Regions from separate parts of the Ovis aries genome. Here region 2 is linked to region 1. The links are chromatin contacts, called in public Hi-C maps. All regions are on one chromosome and are shown on one strand. The core of a region is the stretch at or near the end of the contact, and the rest is flanking DNA. Distances in the headings are between cores, read along the strand shown.

The links. Hi-C and Micro-C count contacts between places; a contact is called where the count stands out from the background.
Region 2: a Hi-C map of muscle shows a contact between it and region 1, with 3 times the contacts expected there. The contact joins the promoter of SSR3 here to the enhancer-like site in region 1. A contact is called at or near these places in 8 of 16 Hi-C or Micro-C datasets (hypothalamus, liver, mixed tissues and 4 more).

Annotation. Positions count from the first base shown.
Region 1 is chr1:231,690,545-231,694,030 of ARS-UI_Ramb_v3.0, reverse strand. All of the region lies in intron 1 of TIPARP (TCDD inducible poly(ADP-ribose) polymerase), which reads left to right. It overlaps LOC114113873 (a long non-coding RNA gene), which reads right to left. Exons shown (of 2, transcript XR_003588606.3): 2 at 2,959-3,176. Among named protein-coding and RNA genes, the nearest start is that of TIPARP, 110 kb to the left of the region's middle. Within about 2 kb of position 1,535, at least 7 of the 54 cell types and tissues checked have an H3K27ac peak or open chromatin away from gene starts, as enhancers often do. A contact at or near this core is called in liver, where this site is marked.
Region 2 is chr1:231,817,109-231,820,561 of ARS-UI_Ramb_v3.0, reverse strand. SSR3 (signal sequence receptor subunit 3) reads right to left here and starts at 1,967. Exons shown (of 5, transcript XM_004003224.5): 1 at 1,778-1,967; 2 at 458-584. The coding sequence starts at 1,910.

The DNA.
Region 1 (3,486 bases), core at 286-2,785:
CCTTCCTCCAACCCCAGAGTGTTTTAAACTCTGAACTCTTAAAGCAGCAGTGTCTGGAACATCTTGAAAGTGCAGAATCCTCTGCCTTTTGACATTTCTATTTCAAGAGGTCTAGGGTGGGGCTAGGCAATCTGTAGCTGACTTTTCCAGGTGATCTGGGTGGTCAGTTCACAAACAACCAACAGAAAGTAGGACTTATCTTAGTCATTATTGCATAACTAGTACTTGCTATGTACACACCCAATAGAAGTGAATTGAATAGACTGAATGAATGGCCTGGTAAAATTGTGGGACTTCTCTGAAGGAATCATTTAATACAGATGAAAACCAGTTAGATTAAACTTTGATTGTGTGCTGCATGAATTAACCAACAGGTCTAAAATGAAGGGGATTAAAGATTACACCTGGCTGTCATGGATTCTATGAAGATAAGAACAGTCCAGTAAGCAACTAAGCCTGTGCACCACAACCATTGAACCTGTGCTCTAGAGTCTGGGAATCACAACTACTGAGCCCACGTGCTGCAGCTGTTGAAGCCTGCGTGCCCCAGAGCCTGTGCTTTGCAACAGGGGAAGTCACTGCAATAAGCCCACACACCTCAACTGGAGTAGCCCCTGCTTGCTACAACTAGAGAAAAGCCTGAGAGCAGCAACAAGACCCAGCATAGTCATAAATGAATAAAATTATTTTTTTAAAAAAGAACAGGTCAATAGATTATTAGGCACTTTACAAATAAAATTTGGATAAACACAATAGATTGTGATCTGGCATAAGCATTTTAGAATTCATTCTATTTTCTCTGTATCATTTTCCAGTAAGCCTTCACTTTTTCCCAGACAGAAGTATCTTGTTGCCTCATCAGAGGTGGAGAAAAGATGTGAGTTTCAAGATAAAAGGAGATTATAAATGAGAAATATTTTTAAAACTTGGAAATGGTCTGCAAAGTGAACATTCTATCACTTTTTGAAAATATGAATCTTAACTTTACATTTATCAAAACATGCTCTTACCTCTGAGCTTTACATTAATTCACCCTTCATTCCTGCTGATGAAATTCTCTACTTTTAGTCGCTGTGACATATTGTCTAGTAGCATTTTCCAATCTTCTCCCACCAACACTATATTTAAGATCCACTTGAGGTAAATAAATTTCAGCCAGAATCTTTTCTTACTCTAGGATCCAAGAGTAGAGAACTGCCTCTCAGGAAAATAGGAAATCTTCCTTCAGATAAATTCCAAGAGTGGCCCATTAGTAACAACATCAAGATAGGGTTTTCACCAATAGGTTTCATGTTTTAAAACATCAGTAATTCAGTTGCATAAAAATAGTATGACTTTTCTCTCACTTTGAATATATCACATACATGTACTTTGAGTTAGAGAATAAGCTGTCCTTATATACACAGCCAGAAAAAATTACAGCTTGGACTTAGCACTCAAAGATAAGGAATTGTCAACCTGCCATTTATGCAAATTGGCTGTGTTCTCAGAACGAAATTGCTGAGAGCCAAGCCCTCTGTTTTAAAATCTCAAGTCTTCATTGTGCTTTCTGAGTCATGCTAGTCACTGTTTCCTTCTTGGACTGGTAACCAGAAATGATTGTCTTTCCACCAGAAGGTTGTTGGGGAATTAACTATTACTAATAATTGTGAAATCAGAAAGCAAGAAAGAGATATTAATACTTTACAGCACACATTCTGTTAGTAAAAATGAAAACAGGAGATCTTCAGTCACCTGAAGTTTCAAGTAATCTCAGCTTTTACATGAATAAATTGTTCATTGGAAGTACTATACTGAACCGAGCAGTCATACTAAAGTAAATCCAGCAGAAAAGAATCATGGGAATTAGCAATAAAAGGAGTACATGTGTGCTTGCTTAGTCGTGTCTGACTCTTTGTGACCCCATGGGCTGTAGCCTGCCAGGCTCCTCTGTTCAGGGAATTTTCCAGGGAAGAATACTAGAGTGGGTTGCCATTGAAAAAAAATTGGAATATTTCAATCCTATAAGCATATTTAAAAACAGATGACTTAGGGCCACATACAGAAAGTATGCACATGCATCTGCCATATATATTGCATATATGTTTGTGTCTTGTAGTTTTGAAGAGCATTCAAATAGGCACTTCTTCACGTACATGTACTTCTAATATTTAATCTAGTGACTTGAATGTAGCACTCAGTGAATAAATGATTTTTTTAAGTGAAAAGTTAAGAAGTTTTTAAAGTTAAGTTCAGTGACAAGAAACCAGTTAAGTAAAACTTAGTTATTTGGAAAGTTAAACAGCTATTTGTTTCCACGTGGAAAACTGCTTATAATATAATGTTAGGTAAAATATGAATATACTATAATGTTATAATAAAAAACCTTTGAATAAAATAAGACAGAATAACTATAGCAGGGCTATACCAGGGCTTCCCTGGTAGCTCAGTGGTAAAGTATTTGCCTGCCAATGCAGGAGATGAGGGTTTGATCCTTGGGTTGGGACTATCCCCTGGAGAAGGAAATGGCAACCAATTCCAATACTCTTGCCTGGGAAATCCCATGGACAGAGGAGCCTGGCGGGCTGCAGTCCATGGAGTTGCAAAGAGTCAGATATGATTTAGTGGCTAAACAACAACAGCTATAGCAAAATGTTAAAATGGGACTTGGGAAGTTTCACCTATGGGTAGTCTTATGTCTCCTCTCTGCTTTCTTTTTCTTTAATAAACATGTATCATAAAATGTTATATAATATATGTACTATATAACATGTATATAATTTGGCATATCTGGAATTGGCAGGAAATGCTATAGGAATAGAAATATTGCTTTGTGACTGTTCTTATGTTTCTGACATTCTAGGTCATGCTGCTGTCTAACTGGTAGAGCCTGCAAGCAGGAAGACTTAGTTAGAAGATAACTTGTGGCAGTTTCTGCTTTAGCCAAGAATATGTTTAGCTACATGTAACAGAAAACAGTTTAACCAAATTGGGGGTTTATTTTTCAGATATAACAATGAGTCCAGGGTAGCCACTCTAGGACTACTGTAGCAGCTTTAAGATGCCATGAATGACCCAGCTCCTCATATAATTCTGCTCCAGGGTCCTTAGCTTGTAGATACCATCTTCTTCTTTTCCACATCATGTTCGCCTTCATTTTTGTCATGAGGTTCCAGTTCTGTCTTCATGTTAGTATTCTATCAGGAAGAAAAAAAAAGGAAGTAAAGAATTGGGGTATCTTTATATTAGGAAAAAAAAATCTTTCTTTTAGAAATCATCACTCTACATCTAGAACCATATCTCATGGCCACCTACACATGTACAGGATCTAGGGAATGCATTTTGAGGCTAGGCATATTGCTAGCCCTTCTCAAAAAAAAAAGTATCAGAATATTTCTATTAAAAAAGAGGTAACAAGCAATGTCTTTCCTTTCTTCTCATATAAGGAATACTCAACCCCTCCCTAAGAGAAAAAAGAAATCCCAAGGTTTCCGCAATGAGCTTAGA
Region 2 (3,453 bases), core at 718-3,217, 130 kb before region 1:
TACATGGAGAGTCCAGAACAATTCTTTCCAGAATTCCATTTGACTTTTAAAATGTTAATTTACTTGGTGGGTTTGCTTTTCTGAGCCCCATGATTAAGGCTAGTACTCAAGTGTTCTAATTCCAACCTCAACACCCACTTCCATAGCACTGTTAGCAGACTCTCTCTGCTTTTCAGTTAGTCGCTATTCCTTCATACCATTATTTATAATTATATATTTTGCAATCATATATACACACACCCCAAATATACATACACATATATTTCCAATTAATCCAAACATACATACACATCTATCTCAAATGAATCCAAATATACATACACATATCTCCCCCCAAATATACATAAAACTATATCTCAATGCTTACCAAAACACACACACACAAATGGTCTTTCAGAAGTCACCCTACTATATAAAAATGCAACAATATTTACTTTCACTTGAGAAATATACTTACTTGTGCTTGAGAACAAATTTCACATTTTTGTAAGCAAAGGCCACCAAGTAAGTGCTTACTAGGGTCATCACACTGTACAGAACAGCAGACTGAATAAGATCCATATGCCATATTCGCCAATATAACCCTGAATTAAGATAAAAGGGGGTGGGGAATACAAAAAGAAACAAAACATTACCACCCAGTTACAAAAACCTGCTGAGTTATTAACGATTATAGCTAAACCTGGTAAAATACAGCCCGGATTAGGGAATCCAATACAGTGTAAGAAGAACTTCCTAAGTGCGATATCCAGGAAAAAGTTAAGTCTCAAGTGTTTCTAGTTCAGAATACTTGAAAACCGTAATCTTCCTATAACTAGTCCATGATGAGATTTCTGATGATTATAGAATGAGAACTCTAGCTCAACAAAATCACGATTCAGACTTCAAATTTCATTCTTCAGGGTACTATCACACTAACTACAAGTCATTCCGAGACTCCACGTGTAGTCCCAAACCAGAGTTCACACGCTGACGTGGCTGTTCTCTGAAATCAAGGCAATGCACAGTGCGGTCAGTGAACCATGTTAACTGCACGCTAGGTTTTATAAAGTCAGGAGAGAAAATATATCTGGATTTGCCCAACAACAGTGCAAAAATGTAGGGGAGAGGAAATTGACATTTGGAATCCCTAAACTCTAAAAACAACCTTGGCCAAGGTTGTAAAGTTTTTCCATTCAAGTAAGAATTCTAGAATTGCTCTAACAGAATTATTAAAAAGTTTAAACACAGTAGAGCTTGGGGCCTTGGCACTGGTTCAGCTTCTTTCGGAAAATAATGTTCTGTGTGAACCGGTTCTAAAGCTACATTTACAATTCGGTGCGATTGTTTATGTCTCTAACCTAATTCATGAGTTTCTCCAAAGCAAGTAAAAAGTTTAAGATCCCATTACAGCAAACGATAGTTATACCGGGCGAGGGGGCTGGGGGAGAACAGGCGATATGCCTGTTAGCATCACAAGATCTTAACCCGGGTGTTGGTTGAAATACAGATTTGAGGCCGCCATCCCAGAACCAGTAACTCACAATCCGCAGACCTGAGGCCCGGGAACGAGCTAGCCTACTTTTCCAACGTGCTATAATGACTTTCCTGGGATGCCACCCACCACGACCCCGGACAGATCACGGAGGCCCACAGAGGCTGCGTGCAGCCCCCGAGTCCAGGGGGAGCTGGGGGACAGCACAGGCTCCGGCGCACGCCTCGCCCTCTGCACGGCCTTGCCACGTCCCCGCCCAGCCCAGCCCAGCCCAGCCCAGCCCGTCTCGCTCCAAGCGCTCACATATGGGGATGGCGGACACGATGAAGGCGTTCCCGAAGAAAAGCGCCGAGGACTTGGCCGAGAGGTTGCGGCTGAAATCCTGCAGGAGCAGGTCCTCCTCGGACTGCTGCTTGGGCCCGCCTTTGGGAGCCATGGTGGAATCGGAGCCGCGGGACGGGCACGGAACCGGGCGCAAAGCGGGGAAAAAGCCGCGGTCACCGCCTCTACAGCCACCGTATCCGCTAACGACCAGTCAGCGCAGCGCGAGGAGGCGGGACCCGGCCTGGGCTTGGAACAAACATCCGCAGGATTGGCCAGTCTGGCGCCACTTTGGAGGTTTCTCCGGCGTGATTAGACAAGCGGGCCAGACTTCCGGATTCCTAGCCGACCACGTGATTCGTCACTTTCTAGGAGGAAGCCGGGACTTGTAGTTTAGTGGGCGCTATTAACAAAACTTTATTAACATTCTATTTCAAAGATGCTGATAGACTCATGCTTTCCAAGCCCTGGAAATCCCAAAACATGAAGCTCTTCGTCTTATGGTCATTCATTCATGGAACGTATGGTTTAACTGGCTCTGTGGGTACCCAGAAGCAGAAGCTATTAAGAGATAACAAGAATACACAGAACTATACAAAAGAGCTCTTAATGACCCAGATAACCATGATGGTGTGATCACTCACCTAGAGCCAGACATGCTGGAGTGTGAAGTCAAGTGGGCCTTTGGAAGCATCACTACCAACAAAGCTAGTGGAGGTGATGGAAGTCCAGCTGAGCTATTTCAAAGCCTAAAAGATGATGCTGTTAAATAAAGTGCCACACTGGAAATGCCAGGAAATTTGGAAAACTCTGCTGTGGCCACATAATTGGAAAAGGTCAGTTTTCATTCCAATCCCAAAGAAAAGACAATGCCAAAGAATGTTCAAACTACTGTACCATTGCGCTTATTTCACATGCCAGCAAAGTAATGCTCAGAATTCTCCAAACTAGATTTAAACAGTACCTGAATGGAGAACTCCCAGATTTTTCAAGTGGGATTTAGAAAAGGCAGAGGAACCAGAGACCAAATTGCCAACATCCGTTGGCTCATAGAAAAAGCAAGAAAATTTCAGAAAAACATCAACTACTTCGTTGACTCTACTAAAGCCTTTGATTGTGTTCACTTCAGTTCCGTCATTTATCATGTCCGACTCTTTGTGACCCCATGGACTGCAGTACACCAGGCTTCCCTGTCCATCACCAACTCCTGGAGCTTACTCAACTCATGTCCATTGAGTCGGTGATGCCATCCAACCATCTCATCCTCTGTTATCCGCTTCTCCTCCCGCCTTCAATCTTTCCCAGCATCAGGGTCTTTTCCAATGAGTCTGCTCTTCTATTCAGGCGGCCAAAGTATTGGAGTTTCAGCTTCAGCATCAGCCCTTCCAATGAATATTCAGGACTGATTTCCTTCAGAATGGAATGGTTGGATCTCCTTGTTGTCCAAGGGACTCTCAAGAGTCTTCTCCAACACCACAGTTCAAAAGCATCAATTCTTCAGCACTCAGCTTTCTTTATAGTCCAAGTCTCACATCCATACATGACTACTGGAAAAACCAAAGCTTTGACTAGATGGACCTTTGTTGGAAATGTAATGTCTCTGCTTTTTAATATGCTGTTTATGTTGGTCTTAGCTTTTCTTCCAAGGAGCAAGGGTC